Regions from separate parts of the Mus musculus genome. Here region 2 is linked to region 1. A link is a contact called in public HiCAR-type data. All regions are on one chromosome and are shown on one strand. The core of a region is the stretch at or near the end of the contact, and the rest is flanking DNA. Distances in the headings are between cores, read along the strand shown. Region 1 has its middle 5.5 kb from the start of Gm38808. Region 2 has its middle 23 kb from the start of C530044C16Rik.

The links. HiCAR-type assays count read pairs that join an accessible place to other places.
Region 2: a HiCAR-type map of fibro-adipogenic progenitors shows a contact between it and region 1, with 2.1 times the contacts expected there. The contact joins two enhancer-like sites. A contact is called at or near these places in 8 of 484 Hi-C or Micro-C datasets (the AtT-20 cell line, bone marrow-derived macrophages, embryonic stem cells and 3 more) and 5 of 115 datasets of contacts at active chromatin or transcription factors (a beta-TC-6 cell line, embryonic stem cells, fibro-adipogenic progenitors and 2 more).

The regions. Positions count from the first base shown.
Region 1 is chr6:50,682,910-50,687,131 of GRCm38.p6, reverse strand. No RefSeq gene overlaps it. Among named protein-coding and RNA genes, the nearest start is that of Gm38808, 5.5 kb to the right of the region's middle. Within about 2 kb of position 1,556, at least 115 of the 459 cell types and tissues checked have an H3K27ac peak or open chromatin away from gene starts, as enhancers often do. A contact at or near this core is called in fibro-adipogenic progenitors, where this site is marked.
Region 2 is chr6:50,750,969-50,754,945 of GRCm38.p6, reverse strand. No RefSeq gene overlaps it. Among named protein-coding and RNA genes, the nearest start is that of C530044C16Rik, 23 kb to the left of the region's middle. Within about 2 kb of position 1,620, at least 6 of the 459 cell types and tissues checked have an H3K27ac peak or open chromatin away from gene starts, as enhancers often do. A contact at or near this core is called in fibro-adipogenic progenitors, where this site is marked.

The DNA of each region.
Region 1 (4,222 bases), core at 307-2,806:
TCACCCAGCTTGAGTCCCAAACACAGCTGTGAACAATATATTGATAAATGGGCATGGCTGTGCTCTAGTAACGGTGGTTGGGATTCTTTGTTTTTTGGTTTTTTTTTTTTTTTTGTCTGAGATTGTTAAAACAAAACAAAACAAACAAACAAACAAAAACAGAAGGTGAGTAACATTAACCAATTTACTGCCTTTTGGTCCAGATGAAAGTTTTCTACTCAGCCTCTCAGAGGTTGACCGTGAGCCCCTATTGCAGAAGACACCACACACTTAGAAGACAGGACCTATACCATTTGAACTGAATCTCACCTAAAAGCCTCCTTCCTCCCTGTGGTCTGGCTTCCATGGTGCCAGAAGATATTATGCCAGCTACCAAGGAGGGAAGCAAGTAACAATCCTACCCAGCAGCAACACCCATGAAACAGAACAATGACCGACACGGCAGGATATCTACAAAGATGCAGCAAGTGGCACTCACGTGTGGGGTAACCAACAGCGCTCCCATCAAACTCAAGGTCCACCTGACAGGAGGGAACCATGCCTGGTACTAGACATCTAGCCAGCTTCCTTAGGCTACTGAGGTCATGGATCTTAGAAGAGACTCCACTACCACCACTTTCCTTGCCCAGCTACATTCTATATCTTATCCTCACACCCACAGGTAAGTATAGCTACCACTCCTCATCCAAGAAGCCCCTTTACAACAGATGGAGACCGTCCCAGAAAGCCACAAGTGGATACAACACAGAGATCAATGGATTGGGGAGCCCAGCCTCCAACAGATATATATCACACCACCACTTATTGCTCAAGGGACATTGTAAAAGAGGGAATGGAAAGATTTTAAGAGTCAAAATACCAGAGAGTCTGCTGTGAAACAGTCTATCATATAAATGGATGCATAAGAAAGATCTGAATAACAGAAATATCAATAGACTTACTAATGCAGAAGGGGGGATATCTCACAAGGTCACACCCCAGGATGAGTTACTACAAGCAAGTGACTGCTGGTGGGGGGTGGGGTAGGGTTGGGGGTGGGGTAGGGTGGGAGAGGTTGGGGAGCTAACCTGTCCCTGATATGAGCCTCCTAATATATATATATATATATATATATATATATATATATATATATATATATATACACACACACACACATACATATATATATAGTGTGTGTGTGTATAAAAAACAAGGATTGAGGAAAAGACTATCAAAGGGAAAAGAAACTGTAGGGAGGGGACTTAGGAGGGACTTGGGGGAAGAAAGTGAAGAGTTTACCTCTTTTTATGCAATTATATTTTAACTAAAATGTATAAAAATAAGATTAATTAGTTAAACAAAATTGGCTTCATCACAGTGCCATATCTTCTGTCACACTTGCTCTTGAGCTATTTGCTACAGTTCAGCATCACTGTTTCTGTGGGAGTGAAGGACATGTGCACACGAGACAGGAGCCCTCCACTGCTTTCTTGGGATAGGCCGCCTACACGGACCCATCCATGGGCTACTGTCCCTCTATTTAACACAGAGAGGAGTTAGTAACATTTCAGGTGCATGTGTCACAGACTTGCACATCCTAAGGAGAGACCCTCTCTGCCCTTAGCTCACATGTCATCTTCACGAGGTCATCTTACCTCGAGAACCTGATGGGGAGTTTATCCTGTTGTCTAATGTGTAGAATCACACACTCTTGCCTTTGTGAATTCCTTTCTCCTTTATTCATGTTTGTATCATTAAGTTATTTACATGGCAGCGATTAATTAATTGTTAATGATATCCAGAAAGCCATGCAATTCCTTTCAGCAGCCGTTCATAACTCAATCCAATGTTTTGTGTTTACTCTGACTCAGATGTGCCCTTAATTGAGATTTGCTGTAACTTCCTGCCGTGATGACTCAGCCCGTATGGAACTGCCACCCTATTGTTAGCTTACGAATGAGAGGAAGCCTGAAGTGTGACTCAAAATGCAAATATTAGCCTCATTTCTGTTACTTTTTTTTTTCATTTTAGAGTTTAAATAAGTGAGTTAAGTTCTTTTCAACCCTGTCTCTTTGTGAATAAAACAGAGAAAATAATATTCCCCCTGCTTACTTCACAAGGTTAATTTAATTGTCAAACATGGGTATGTAGTTTCAGGTTACTGTTTGCAAGTGTGCAATGTATCATTTTATAGGAAGATTTTCACAATATACTGAACAGAGAAAAGCCCTTGGGATCTGCCCTTGACTTCTCTGCCTAGTACCAGTTCCTCCTTATTATTAAAAATTGTGATTCATCTCACCCACTCCAAGGCCCGGGAGACACAGTGGAAAAGGAAAAGAGAGATTATAGGAGCCAGGGGCCAGGAGGAGTGCTAGGAAACACTCTGCCTCTGTGGTCACCAGCACAACCCAGCAACTACGGTCAACTGCACACTTCTCTTGCCCTCTGTATTCACATACCAGATAGACATCTTAACCTGAATGTGGAATACAGAACAGTATTTGTAAAACTATCCCCAGCCTGGTTAGTGATTTCCCAAATATTGAGCCACCCAAAACTAAAAGCAGGCATTTATTCTAAATCTTTGTCTTTTAGTTCATTTTAAAGCTGTTCTCTACTCTCCCAGCCTACCCTTGATTGCCCTGGCTTAAGCTCTTGCCATCCCAAATCTAGATTACTGTGGTGCCTAGGCTCTACCTTCCTCCCTCCTTGACAGCACCCTTTCCCAGGTAATTCTTCTACTAGGACCAGAACAGCCTTCTAACGTGCAGATCTAATCACAGTAAACTCAAGAATCAAGCAAATTCAAGATTTTGAAAACTTGCATGCTGTGCTATACTTACCCACCCCAACCTTGCCTGTCCTTTCTCTCCTCTCTCTCCCTCTCCCTCTCCTCCCCTTTCTCCCCCAACCACCCCCCCCCGCCTTCTCTCCTGCCCTTCAGCCTGTGTCTACTATACTGAATTACCCCTCGGCAAACCCTCCAAGACGTCTCCATGCTGTTGTCCAGCATGTTCCTCCTGGGATATGCTCCCCATCTGATGACTTCCTGCCTTCTCTGTAAGAGTCAGCGCAGGAGCTCTCTTCCCAGTGAATCCATGCCGGCTCCTAGCCCACAGCATAACGTCCCCTCTGAGCCTCCGATGGATGTCCCAGATGCATCTGTCCCGTTGTTCATGGATTCCTTATGTATTCACCGAGCCTCTCATGAGGGCTGAAGTCTTATTCAACACTGAGGTCCTGATAACTTCCAAAGAGCCTAGTTAGTTCTCAGATGCTTGTGAATGATGAAGGGGTGAGTGAAGAAATGAACTGTAGCAACATCACATCATGGAAAATAGCACATAGTAGTTGGTAGGGAAAGGCATTTTGTGGCTGTAATAGTGTTGAAAGATGGGAAATACAACCATTTTCTCTGGCAGTTAACATATTTTACAGCAAACCTTTTCTGAACTGTTAAAAGTTAAATTCATCTCCAGGAAATCATGACTGCTAGTGTATAATATGTCACAAGGAGAATACTTATCATACACATGAAAGCACACATGTGGGATAGTGTCATTTAGAAGCCCGTGCCCCTCTGTTCTTCCAGACCCACATTCACAGACTTCTAAACGAGCATTCTGGCTAAGGAGCAGCCAAGACACAAAACTGGGATGTTCTTTATAGTACAACAAGTCACTTCCAGTCAGGACCTGCTCTAGCCCAGCTCAAAGTCAAAATAGTCAAAGAAAGGCTGGAGGCGGCCAGGTCTACCTGACCAGGCATGATGAACAGTGTTTTAGATGCAAAGGTCCCCACTAGAGGCCATGTTTACTATAAAGACAGAGAGTAAATTCTACAAGTGCCCATGGTGAAGCCAAAACAGGTCTTGGGACACACACTTAAGGGAGTGAGAAATATAAGCTAGAGCCTTTGGGAAGCCCCAAGGTGAGACAAAGGCTAAAACCAAAGTCCACTGAGAGAATCAACTATAGGTTTAAAGTAGTCACAGGGGAGCAGGCCAGAAGCAGCAACAGCAGCTTTCTTAAAGGTTAACTTCACACCACAAGACAATGGTGGTACCATATTGGTCCCGCAGCAATGGCTTTCTTAGTGTGGATAGATAAAGAGTGTGTGCTGGATATTTAGAGTGTGGGTGCCCCGAGTCACTTCTCCATATACCTGGCAGCAGAAATAGATGAAGGTGACACTAACTCTGCCCCTGACTTTAAGAGGCCACAAAGCTCAGACTTGATCT
Region 2 (3,977 bases), core at 371-2,870, 68 kb before region 1:
AAAGGATTTGACCTTTGGTCTACATAATCCCGTCTATGAGGCGCTTGCGATGAACTTTCACTAGACTTAGCCACTGGATTGGAAGAGCTTCAAGGACTTTTCCTTAATCTGTAGAGAAAGGGGCCTGAAGAGGAGGGTAAGAAGCACTTAATCCCGAGGTCTGCCCGTTTCCTGCCATCCTTCCTGCAGTGTTGGCTCTACTTCCTCTTCCTCATGGCAATGCCTCCTACTCAGCCATCACCAGTAGGGAGGTGAAAAGACAGATAAGGAACTGCCTTTTCCTCTGCAAGATTTTTGGAACGTATTTCCTCACCAAATAGTGAGCACCTAGGGACAGCCGATGAGGGGGGCCGACAAGCCTAAGAGACAGGTGTCACTTTCAGAAACCAAGAAAGGCATCAACTGATCCACAAACTGATTTTGTTCTTACTTCTTTTAAGGCCATGGTTCTCAAACTATGGGCCAAGGATGCTGACTGAGTAGGTTAATGGAAAGTTTTCTTGAAAATAACATGTTTCTAGAGTATCACAAAAAATATTAGACCAGTTCTAATCATTAATACAAGGAAGGGGATTTTTAAAACCTTGTCTTTAGTGGCAAGTTTGCCACTAAATAAACCTACTTGATTGAATGGTCAGACTACAAAGATAGAGGAAATATTTAGAGAGAGAGAGAGAGAGAGAGAGAGAGAGAGAGAGAGAGAAAGAAAGAAAGAGAGAGAGAGAGAGAAAGAGAGAGGGGGGAAGGGAGGGAGGGAGGAAGGGAGGGAGGGAGGAAGGGAGGGAGGGAGGAAGAAGGAAGAAAGAAAAGGAAGAAAAGGAAGAAAAGAGATGAAAGCCACATTGCTACGGCATCATTTCTTACAGCAGATTAATGATTTTTCTCGGATGCTAAATGAGGAATTTGGAAAAACGACTTAAGTATTCCCTCTGGGCTCAGGAAGCGGCAGAAGCTTGTGGAACGGTATCTAAGTCTCGATGTTACTTCTATTTCCCACTTGACTCTGGTAACTCATTACTTTGTCTATTTTTTTATTCCTCCATTAAAATAATTATTGATCGCAGAGAGAGAGAGAAAGTTTTCATCCTAAAAGCAGTTTGGGACCCAATTATTTACCTACAACTAAAGCAGGCCTTAACCGTAGCAGATAGCTTAGTTCTAATTGTACATTTGTCTCTCACACACAAGCATGGTTTTATTATGGCTGGAAGCATCATTTAAGCGTACATACTTGTGTACGTATTTGTCTGCATCGTGTGTGTACCTGAGGGTACGGTCTTGCATTGATCCTCTTCTGACATATAGCCAAAGTCATTCGAGGTGACTTGCAGCAAAGATGTGAACCAGACACAGAAATGATCTGCTGCCTTCAGACCTCGCTTTCCCAACACATTTGTGCGGTCTCAAAAGTTCATCACACCCTCCAAAGTCTGCAACACTCGAATTCAATTATGGTTGCTTTCAGCCAGCTAATTTGAAAGAGATTGTTTGATGATGTCATTGTCACACTTGTGACTAAACACATGAGAGGACTCTGGCAGCCAGAAGCTCTGATGTGACCCTTGTTTCTCAGAAAGCTTCTCCTCTCGTGTTGTCTAAACCACCAGCTCTTCATGCGCGTCAGCCAGAGCCCATCATTACATCATTAGCAAGTTCCCAAAAGAACATTGTAAGCAGCAAAGCTCCCTTGAGAGACCAAGTAGTTTCGGCTTAAAACTCTCAAAATACAAAAAAAAAAAAAAAAAAGCAATTTGTACAAAAGTTCGGACACTGTATTTCTATAGATGAAATTAAATCCAAGATTATAGTAATTCTTAGAGTTGAGAGGCCAAAAGGGATACATCCAAGAGGGACCCTTCAGAGTTCTCTAATAGTCTTACGTATTTCCAGGAACAACATTTTGGACAGGTTTAAATTCACTAGAGAGTGAAGTTTAATCCATGTTTATTAGAAACATGAGAAAAAATTGCTCAGTTAGAACAATGTGTTAGTGTTTCGGTGTGGATGACCTCATCTAATACTTGGGCCCAGGTTTGAAATCAGCCAGAGAACCTCTCACCTTGAAATCTACACAAGACGGGAGCATCTTAAGTAACTTCCCCAAAGCCACATTGTAATAAATAGTGAGTGGTGAGCCTGCAGCTTGCTGCTATCCCTTCATGGAAACTAGTGGCCTTACCACCAGATAAAGAACTGTATTAGTTACTTTGTGTCTGCAGCTGTGATAAACTAACAGGACCAATGCAAAATATAGAAGACAGAGTTTATTTTGATTTATCATTTCAAAGGGATGTAGCCATCCTTGGAAGCAAGCACAACAGAGGGTGGCAGCCTCAGCAGCAGGAGCAGGGAACTGAGAGCTCACATCATCAACAGAATCATGAACGAGAGAAAGGGAACTGGAATTAGAGCAATAAATACTACAAAAGCTCAAAACCAATCCTTAGAGACACACTTTCTCTAGCACAGCTATACCTTCTAAACCATCCCAAACAGCACTGCTAACTGGGGATCAAATGTTCAAATACCTGAGCCTATGGAGGGCATTTCTCATTCAAACACACTCCTTTTGCCTCCCCTTTCTTCTTAAGTGTTCTCAAAAGATTATCCCAGTGTCCTTGACTTCCATGTATTTCCAAATATCCACAGAGCATGGATAAGTATCTTTGAGAAAGAGGCATCACTTAAGAAGAGAATTCAGTACCCTGGTACATTCTATAGAATCACTGGGGCAAGTTGTGTTGGGTGACCACTCAGCCTCTTAAAGCTTTAAGGTCCAGAGTCCCTGGCACTGAAAGGGTCAACAAAATGATCTCACAAGATCATTATCAGCCTGGTTCTTCAACAATCTACCCATCCTCCTTAAATGCTTTAAACATTAAAATGGCTAAACGACGACAACAACAAAAACAAAACAAACAAAAACAAAAACAAACAAAAACTCCCTGTCATCCTTATCTAGCCAAAGTAACAGGTACCAAGATGTTCCCCTTTACGAAGGACTATCTAGAGGCTGGAGATACAGGTTATGGGTATAGCATCTGTCTAGCACGTACAAGACTCTGGGTCCCATCCCTAGCACTAGGAGAGAGGACAGAAAGGAATTGACACTGCACTGGTTAGTTTTTGTCAACTTGGCTTGAACTAAAGACACCTTGGAAGAATGAACCCATCTAAAAAAAGCGCCTCCATCAGATTGGCCTGTGAGCTGTCTGTGGGGCATTGTCTTGAATGGTGATGGATGTGGGAGGCCCAGGTCACTGTGAGCAGTGCCATGTCTGGGCAGATGTTTCTGGGCTGTGTAAGAAAGCAAGCTGAGGATTCCTGTAAGCAGTGTTGATCCCTGGCCTCTGTTTCCATTCCTGCCTCCAGGTTCCTGCCTTGACTTCTCTCAGAGATGGACTATGGTTGTGGAAGTAAAGAAGAAACAAGTCTTTCCCTCCCCAAGTTGTTTTTGGCCTTGATGTTTTTCATAGCAACAGGAAACAAAGAAACAAACACTGGTAACCTCCGCTGGTCTCTCACTGAGTGTGTAGTCCTCACAGCTGTCCTGTCATTCTTTCCTTAGAGAAGAAGAGAGTGAAAAGGGAAGGGGGTGGGGTGGAGGTACAGAGGAACTAGCCACCCAGCTTGAGCTCACCAAGACCTTATCAGCAGGGCTTGGATTCAAACTGTTCACCTTCAATGATACATTGTATGTGGATGGACACACACTCCAACATGCACATTCCTATTATCTCAGCATTTGGGATGTGAGCTTTAGGCATTAGTGGTGGAACCATGTCCCCAGCCCTACACTTACTATCTTTCTTTAACTGTTAGTTACACAGTATATATTTGTATCAATATATCACACCATACCCCATAAATATTCATAGTTGTTATGTCTATTAAAGTTTTAAGTTAGGGCATATGAAAACATTAGCATAAGGAAAAAAAATTCCAAAATCAAACGGCAGCAGATCCTTCAGTGAAGG